Regions from separate parts of the Mus musculus genome. Here region 1 is linked to region 2. A link is a contact called in public promoter capture Hi-C data. All regions are on one chromosome and are shown on one strand. Each heading gives the region's core, a stretch centred on a gene start, on an enhancer-like site or on the middle of the called end of the contact. The rest is flanking DNA. Distances are from core to core; before and after follow the strand shown. Region 1 holds the start of Cenpt (centromere protein T). Region 2 holds the start of Plekhg4 (pleckstrin homology domain containing, family G (with RhoGef domain) member 4).

Region 1 (4,542 bases), core at 1,376-3,875, 480 kb after region 2:
CCCAAGAGGTGGCTCAGCCTATGAGGGAAATTCACCGTGTACCTTCCCCGACTGCTCTCCCGTCTGGAGGACCGGGCCACTTCTGGTACTTGTGCTGGCTTCACCACTGGGTCTGGCATCACAGTGGACGATTCTGGGGCTATAGAATGAGCAAGAAAAGGGTGGGGCTGACCAAGAAGGACATCATAGGACTCACTGTTGGACTAGCACCTAATTTTAACTGGCAGGCTGACACCCACTTACCAGTTAGTAAGATATTCCTTAGCAGAGTCCGGGGTGTCTGTTCCTCCAGGCGCCCACGACCTTGAACACGAGTCGATCTGCCAACTGACTATGGGTACAAGCGCCACTAGTCTCTCTTTTGGCTTGAGAGCCCCTCAAGGTAGGCTTCAAAACAAAAATAGACTTTAGGGTTCTATGAAGTCACTCATGGAGTAGGTGGACACTTACCCTAGCTCCATGGGATTGCTTCCTAGCACTTGTCTTTGTTTGGCTACCCTGCCTGTTAGAGTATGGCGTTTGAGACCGTCTTCTTTGTGCACTGTGTAAAAAAACAAAAACAGGACAACCTGCCCTGAGATCTCTGTAGGAAGTTGGGGGTAAGGACCTGGAGGTACAGACGTTTGTTTAGGGGCTGTGGTTTAAAAGCTTTCCTTTAGGGGCAGGGTCCCAGAAACCACTTGTACCTTCCATGGTCCCCAGCAAAGAGGGGGATGAGGGGTAACCCTGAGGGACAGATGGACTATGACTGATCTAGCTGGGATGAGGGTAAGTCTAGCAGAATAACAAAACATGACTGGAGGGTGGTCACAGAGGTTACAAACCGGAAGAGCATCCTGTCCCGTCCCAGGCATTAGAATAACAATCCAAGTAGGACATTTTTTTTTTTTTTTTTTTTTTTTTTAGTTTTTCGAGACAGGGTTTCTCTGTGTAGCCCTGGCTGTCCTGGAACTCACACTGTAGACCAGGCTGGCCTCGAACTCAGAAATCAGCCAAGTAGGAAATTTAAGTTACTTTTAACCTTTCAAGTTGTCATCAAGGTGTGACATTAAGCTCCCCATGGGTCACCCCAGCCCTTTTTCTCCAGTACAGTGTGTCTCAGAACTCTGTGTTCCGCAGGCTTCCACCTCATTACTCACAGGCCTAAAACATAGCCGGAGGGGCTGGCCAGATTGCTCAGTGGTTAAAGGCAACTGCTTCCAAGCCTAGCATCCTGAGTTCAATGACCTGGACCCACGTGCTGGAAGGTCAGAACTGACTCTAAGAGTGTCCTTTGACCTACACACACTCTCTCACAAACACCGACAGTAAATAAATACATAATGCCCCATCATGAATTAACAAGGGCCCGGTGGGACCAACATGTTAATCCCAGCGACCAGGGAGGTTAGGGAAAGAGGATGGGGAGTCCAAAGCCTGTCTGGGCTAGTTTCAAGCCACGCCCAGGCAACTTCTTGAGATCCTGTGGCAAAGAAATAGGGAAAGGGCTGGAGATGACGCACAATGGTAGGGTGCTTAATTAGCAGGCATAAGATCCTAGGATCAACCACTAATACTTTGGAGAATAAAAGAAAACACCTTATCATGAACGAGTCTCCACTTGGAAAGAAGGGCATTCTTCCAGACTGGTGGAAGCCAACTTCGGTACCTTCTGCTCACAACCCTCCTTAAGCTTCACTCCCCAAAGTCAGGACTACACAGAGGAACCCTGTCTCGAAAACCGAAAAAACAAAAACAGAAGAAAGAAGAAAGAAGAAGGAAGAAGAAGAAGAAGAAGAAGAAAAAGGAAGAAGGAAGAAGAAGAAGAAGAAGAAGAAGAAGAAGAAGGAAGAAGAAGGAAGAAGAAGGAAGAAGAAGAAGAAGAAGAAGAAGAAGAAAGAAGAAGAAAGAAGAAAGAAGAAGAAAAGAAGAAAGAAAAAAGAAAGCAAAGCATCAAGAAGAAGAAAGAAAAAAGGAAAGCAAAGCATGAAGAAGAAGAGAGAAAAAAGAAAGCAAAGCATGAAGAAGAAGAAAGAAAAAGAAAAGAAAAAAAGCAAAGCAAGAAGAAGAAAGAAAGAAAGAAAGAAAGAAAGAAAGAAAGAGAAAGAAAAGAAAGAAAGCAAAGCATCTTTCCAGTTCCTGCCCCCCGACCTGCCATGGGAGCCTCAGAGAGTAGGACTGTGTGTGTTGTGAAAGGTGAAGTCACCTAGAAGCAGGGGTAGATGTCACGACAACCTTGGCCTGGGAGGGGGGTGAGTGAAACAGGCTAGAAAACACAGAGCCTTGCCCTCTGCTCCTAGAGATCCAGCACCGTTGTGAGTGAGACTCTGCGGTCTCACCCTGGGGCATACGGTGAGAGTACAAAACCGCACAGCTGAGTTCAATTTGATTAGGAACCCCGAGTCTGATCTCAGCATCTCAGACTGTACTCTGAGACGCGGTTTTCCTTTCCAGACGCAGACACCACTGTCCATTCATTCCAGTTGCTCACCGCAACACTCTTACGTACTTGATCCGAGTGCTCCGGCGTCTCATCGGAGTGCGCGAATCCGCCGTCTCCAGCACGCGCCGCAAAAGCGTGCGTACAGTAGGATCGCCGTCAGAAAAGCTGAGGTCCGCCATGTTCAGGACCCCACCCCTCCTAACTGCTCAAGCAGCAGCGAGCACCGCGTTCCCACCGCCTATTTTGAGTCAAGTCTCGCGATGCTGCCACATGGCCCCACGGGAACTGTAGTCCAACAGCTGGGGAACCGGGTCTGATGTGATTGTAAATTGATTTTGGAGGCGGTCTCATGTTAACCCTGAGGGGAAAGCATGCAACCAGTTAAGACTTCATGGTTTCTTCATTTAAAAAAAAAAAAAAAGTTTTTTTTTTTAAAGGCTTATAATAATCTTAAAGAACTAGGGGACTAGAAGTATGGCTCAGCGGCAAGGCCTACTTGCTGCTCTTGTATAGAACCTGAACCCGTAAGGAAAGGTCATGACTGCCAGAAACACCAGTGTCCGGGCATCAAATGTCCTCCTCTGGTCTCTTCAGACACCAGACATACATGTAGGGTCAACCTCTCTGGACAGCCCTCTTGCCTTTACCATAGGAATACTCCGATGGCAGATGTAGGCCACTATGGTAGATTTTGATAATTTCATGTGCGCGCACGTGCGTATATACTTTTTGTTTTTGAAACAGCGTGGTGTGTAGCCCAAGCTGACCTCAAAATCCCTAGGTAGTCCAAGATGACCTTGAACTTCTAAGCCTCCTGCTTCCACTTCTGTTTGATTGCGTTACAGGTGTTTTCTTCCTTCCTTCCGTTCTTTTTGTTTGTTAGTATAGAACAGGATTTATTCAGGGCATGGGAAGGGGAGATGAGGGAGTAGACATAGAGGCAGAGAGAATAGAGGAGTAGAGGTCGCCCATGGGCACCTGGAGAGAGGGAGGAGGGCAATGGGGGGGGGAGTAGAAGCAAGAGCAGGTGAGCGAGAATACAGGTGTTTTCTATTGCACCCCGTTTAAATTTTTATTTTCTTTAGAAGTCTTGGGTTTTGTTGTTGTTTTGTTTGGGTTTTGTTTTGGTTTGGGTTTTTTGTTGCTTTTTTTTTTTCGTTGTTGTTGTTGTTTTTGGTTTGGTTTTTTGAGACAGGTTTTGGGTTTTTTTTTTGTTTTTGTTTTGTTTTTTGTTTTTTTTGAGACAGGGTTTCTCTGTATTGCCCTGGCTGTCCTGGAACTCACTCTGTAGACCAGGCTGGCCTCGAACTCAGAAATCTGCCTACCTCTGCTTCCCAAGTGCTGGGATTAAAGGCGTGTGCCCCACCGCCCGACTGTTGTTTTGTTTTGAGACAGGTTGTATGTAGTTCAGACTTGCCTCAGACTTTCCACGCAGCAGATGATGACCTTGAACTTGTGATTCATGCCTGTGGTTGCTGGGATTTGAACTCAGAACCTTCCAGAGAGCAGTCAGTGTTCTTAAACCCTGAGCCATTTCTCCAGCCCCCTTGAGCGACCCATGGCTTGTCAGATTTTCTTTGGCAGTCACAAGGGAAACAGATGTAGAGGACCCAAGATTAGAAGCAGAGACATGCAATATGATTCTTGCTTTTCACTAGAGATGCCAAGTCCAGAGGATAGGTAAGACAGTGCTGGGGAGAAATTGCGCACTTTGTTTGCTTTTGGTGCTGAAGACCAGGCACAGTCCCTACTTTCAACTTACTAGATATTATTTGAATGTCCATGAGTATGTTAAAGGCTATTTATGTACTGAAGGTAGAGTCAAATTGAGTATCTTCTTTAATGCTTTGTGGGTTTGAATCAATGTGATTCTTCCTCACAAGTTAAAAAGCCAGGCATGAGCAGGGCAGTGGTGGCACAGGCCTTTAATCCCAGCACTTAGGAGGCAGAGGCAGGCTGATTTCTGAGTTCGAGGCCAGCTTGGTCTATAGAGGGAGTTTCAGGACAGCAAGGACTACACAGAGAAAACCTGTCTTGAAAAACCAAAAATAAATAAATAAAAAAAATACCAAGCATTGTGTCCCATGCCTATAATGGCAGTGCTAGAGGTGCATCCCTGC
Region 2 (4,440 bases), core at 1,900-4,399:
TGTGTCTGCATGTAGGTATGCACAGGAGTGCAGGTGCCCTCAGAATCCAGAGGCTCTGGATCACCTGGAGCTGAAGCCGCATGTGTTTGTGGACCTTCTGACATGGGTGCGGAGAAGCAAACTCTGGTTCTCAGAAAGACCAGCAAGTACTTTAACCACGGAACTTTCTGTCTAGCCCCAGTGTTTAGTGTGTTCACACAGCTGTACAAACCTCATGATGTAAGAATAGATAGAACACTTCCATCATCCCCCAACGAAGCCCTGAACTCGAGAGAAGCTACTCTTCAACCCACCCACCACCCAACTGTAGGCAGTCGCTAGCCACATCCATGTCTCTGAGTCTCAGGACCTTAAAACACGTCAACGACCCACAGACTTGGTCATTTTTTCCCCCTATGCTATGCACGGGGATAAGAAGGAAGAGTGACGTAGCTTTGCCTTCCAGTTGCTCACAATGATAAGACCTGGTAGTTAATTTAACGATCTGGAGTCAGTCCTAGCCGTTCCTATTTATCTATATCATCTGGGGCCTGTTGCCTAAGCTTTTTGAGCTTTAGTTTTCTCATCTCTAAAATGGGATAGCTGGAACACGCACTGAAGAGTCAGAAATAGATGGATCCCTGTGAGCTCGAGGCCAGCCTGGCCTATATAGCAAGTTCGAGGCTAGCCAGAGGTACCCAGTGAAAACAAAGCAAACCAATAAGGACAAAAGAGTTAACAGTCATACTTAACAAGAACAAAAGTTAACTTAACACTCCATAAGATTACTGCTAAGGTTAAAATGGGAAAGAAGTGTCCCAGCCCTGGCTCCGGGGTAATGGATCCTAAGTTGTTTGCATTATCTTGCTCATAATGCAAGGTAAAGTTGCATGGAAAAGGCTGTGGGTCTCTGGGTCCTGGGAAGAAGGGGGACAGGAAGAAGTAGATTATCTGGAAGCCCCAATAGTGGATTCCAAGAAAGGAAAGCTTGACATGGAAGGGCCTTGGGGATGCTATTTCAGCGGCTCAGAGTAGGTGAAGAGGACCAAACTGTAAGAAGTCTTCCCACCAGGTTTCAGTCAGGATAACTGGGGAGCTTGTCACAACAGATCTCTGAGCCTGCTCCAAGGTGTCCGTTTTTTAGAGGCAGGGTCTCACTATGCAGACCTGGCTAACCTGGAACTCAATATGCAGACCACACTGGCCTCAAATTCACAGAGATCTGCCTGCCCATACCTGTTCTCCCTATCCCCTTTTCCTGCCCCTCCCCCAGCCCCCATGCTTGGATTAAAGGCATGTGTGGTCACACCCACCTACTCCAAGGGTTTTGATTTAACAGGTCTTGGGGAAGCCCAAAAAGCTAGTGAGCACAGCTTGAGAATTAGGTAAAGCTATCAGGCATTTGCTCTGTAGGAGCAAGCAGGTCAATTGGCCACGCAGGGCAGTGATGGTGCTCGCCTTTGATCCCAGCACTTAGGAGGCAGAGGCAGGCAGATTTCTGAGTTCAAGGCCAGCCTGGTCTACAAAGTGAGTTCCAGGATAGCCAGAGCTATACAGAGGAACCCTGTCTCGAAAAACCAAAAAAAAAAAAAAAAAGTTTGGCCACTTGATTGGACAAAAATGACAGGGTGGTTATCTTACCTGGAATGAATGGAGAGGGGGGATCCAGATGTCATAGGCCTAGAGCTTGCTATTTAGGCTGGGCTGGCTAGCCCAGGATCTGCCTGCCTCTGCCTCCCCAGTGCTAGGATTACAAGTGTGCCAGCATGTTTAGCTTAAAAAAAAAAAAGTGTTCTGAGAATCAAACACAGGGCCTTATGCTATCCACAAAGCTATCTCCCTAGCTTCCCTCCATCTTAAAAAAACAACAGGATCTTGTTATGAAGCTCTGTCTTGTCTGGAACTTTTTTTTTCCCCTTTTTTTTAGACCTGGCTAGCCTTGAACTTGTGTATCGTCCAGCCCTTTCATCTCAAGCCCTAGATTAGAGGCATGCACTCTTTGGTCACAATGAGGGCCGTTCTACGTCAAAGAAGGTGGTCTGAGACAACAGGGTTTTAGTCAGCTCTGTTTCCCCATGCAGTCTGGGACCTAAGAGAAAAGGCTGTGATGCCCCTGGTGGCCTTGAATGCCACTCCCAGGAGCCTGGGTTTATTTGGGTCAAAGATGAGAGGGGTCTGGGAGGTTTGAGAAATCAGTTGCTTTGCTGATTACAGTGGTCCTGGCTTAAGGGACTTAAGTCATACACAGACTTAAGGGAATGTATCCCCAGATCTCCAAAGCTAAGGAGTCGCCTTTTCTTTTCTTTTCTTCCCTTTTCTTTCCTTATGGATGGATGTTGTCAAGAAAAGAGAGGTAGGGAGGGCTGGGGAGGGGGGAGGGCGGAGTGGGGGGGGGGGCTGTCCACATTCTACAATCTCAGTGGAAAAGACTTCTCTGAGTAGATTCAGCAACCAGCAGAACCAGAGATGGCCTTCGTGAGTCACTGTTCAGACTTGCAAGCTCAGCTCTGGAAGCCCGCTGTGGTCAGCCACCCCAGGTTGGCTCCAGGCCTAGCCCCCCACTGTCCCGCACTGGGCCAGTGTCTGTCCCTGTTGCTGTTCCATGCCTTTCCCATCCCAGATACGTGTGCCTCACAGCTCTCTGCCTCTTCTGTCTGAGTCTGTCTGTCAGTCATTTTCTCTAACCTTGGTTTCCACGTCACCCACGTGGGAAGAGTTCAGGACGGGAGGGGCGGTGTGACTAGTCTTAGATACCCCTAAATATTTATTCTGTGCCAGGCCTGACATACAGAGCTCGAAATATCAAAGTGGACAATATTCAGTCTGCCTGCTTACAGGGCACATTCTGTGTGGAGTGAGAAAACCACAGCCTAGTTCTGCCTCTGTCTCAGCACGCGTGCCTGCGCTCCCCCAACCGCCTGCTGTGTTCAGAGGGCCTGGGTCAGTTAGGGCCTGAGACCTGATGCCTCTTATTTGCTTCATCCCTGGGAAGGGTTATGTTCCTCCCGGGAAGTCCATCTTCTTACAGCTCCTGGGGGCCTGGCTAGTGGGTGGAGGTGAGCCTCAGAAGCAGGAGGGAGGGAAGGAGAGAGGGAGGGAGGGGCAATGACTCAGTGGGGGTGGCCTGGGACAAGAACCAAGGACAGAAGCCAAGACTGGACCTGATGCTCACTGAAGCTAGAGGAAGGAGAGATGGAAGACATGCCTAGGAGCTGGGGCTGGAGAAGGACAACTCCAAGGCCAGCCTTGCCCCTTGCTCTTCAGAATCTGCCTTAGAGTCAGAGATGGGTGGGGACGCCTGTTGTTTCTACCATGGCTGCAGCTGATAACTAGATTCATGAAGGAATCGCCTGACTTAGAGCCAGGGAAGGCATTATGTCCAGTGTCCTCTCCTCCCAGGGACCAAGGCCATGGTGTGGGGGCTACATGCCTTTGTCTGGTTGCACAGATAACCTTTTTCTTATGATCTTTCCACAAATTCAAGAGTGTTAGGCCAGGCCCACTTCCTCCAAAAGGACCCCAGACTTTAGAGTTAAGAACGAGTAGGGGTCTCCCAGCTATCCCAGTGTCTTTCATCAGTTCAAGATTCCCTAACGAAGGGTGAAGTGGGAAGGCAGGGCATGAACACAGATATCTGATCCATCCATCAGGATTTCCCTGGTCCATCGGGCAACCCCAGGAGAAAAGAATGCTTTTCTTGTCTTACAGGAGAGGAAGATGAGGTGCAAAGAGAAAAGGGTCCCTGGAACAGCCCACAAGAGGTGAGTGATGGAACCAGATCTCAGCTGGTCTCTGGCCCCAGGGCACCAGCTTTCTTAGCCACCCTTTTCTGTGGATAGGGAAAAAGAACTCAGGGAATGAGGGTTTGAGCCTTATGTATGTTGGCAGGCCTGGGTCAATTCCCACCCAGAGACATAGCTACCTACCCTCTTCACCTTCCGGGTTTAACAAGTCATGGGATGTCACCGTTTATCTCTAATTTATTTCTCTGTCTTTTTGTTGTTTGTTTTATTAATTAAACCTGGGGGCTCACACAAGTCAGGCAAGGGCTCTGCTACTGAGTTACACCTCACAGCCCATCCAACCTGTTCCGTGGTGGGTGGGCCTGAGAACCTGAAGGGGAGATTCAGGCTACAGAGGAGTGGTGGTCCCTCCCACTATCCGTGAAGATTATCCACACGCAGCTACCAGGGCATAGGGAGTCTCTCTGGAGACGGCCCCTAATCATGGACTCACATGTGTGTGTGTGTGAGTGTGTGGTGGTGGGTGGTGGGACAGCTCTGAGGACCACGAGGGCTTGAGTGGTCCTCATCTTGTACATGGAAGCTGGGCAAGTATTCCCATGTCCCATCACGGGAATGGTAAAGGAGCCTTGCCCTCCTCCCACAAGGGCGTCCTTTGCTTCGTGCAAGAGCCTTCTTTCCATCGGCAGAGCCACGGCTCACTCACCCTTTCAGACAG

Evidence for each region. Promoter capture Hi-C pulls out the DNA fragments that hold promoters and counts their contacts.
Region 1: a contact with region 2 is called in a promoter capture Hi-C map of embryonic stem cells. The contact joins the promoter of Cenpt here to the promoter of Plekhg4 in region 2. A contact is called at or near these places in 3 of 39 promoter capture datasets (cranial neural crest, embryonic stem cells and neural stem cells), 2 of 115 datasets of contacts at active chromatin or transcription factors (bone marrow-derived macrophages and embryonic stem cells) and 1 of 9 other capture datasets (adipose tissue).

The regions. Positions count from the first base shown.
Region 1 is chr8:105,849,383-105,853,924 of GRCm38.p6, forward strand. It overlaps Cenpt (centromere protein T), which reads right to left and starts at 2,626. Exons shown (of 13, transcript NM_177150.2): 1 at 2,489-2,626; 2 at 451-541; 3 at 244-331; 4 at 43-139. The coding sequence starts at 2,601.
Region 2 is chr8:105,370,123-105,374,562 of GRCm38.p6, forward strand. Plekhg4 (pleckstrin homology domain containing, family G (with RhoGef domain) member 4) reads left to right here and starts at 3,150. Exons shown (of 23, transcript NM_001364406.1): 1 at 3,150-3,740. The coding sequence starts at 3,697.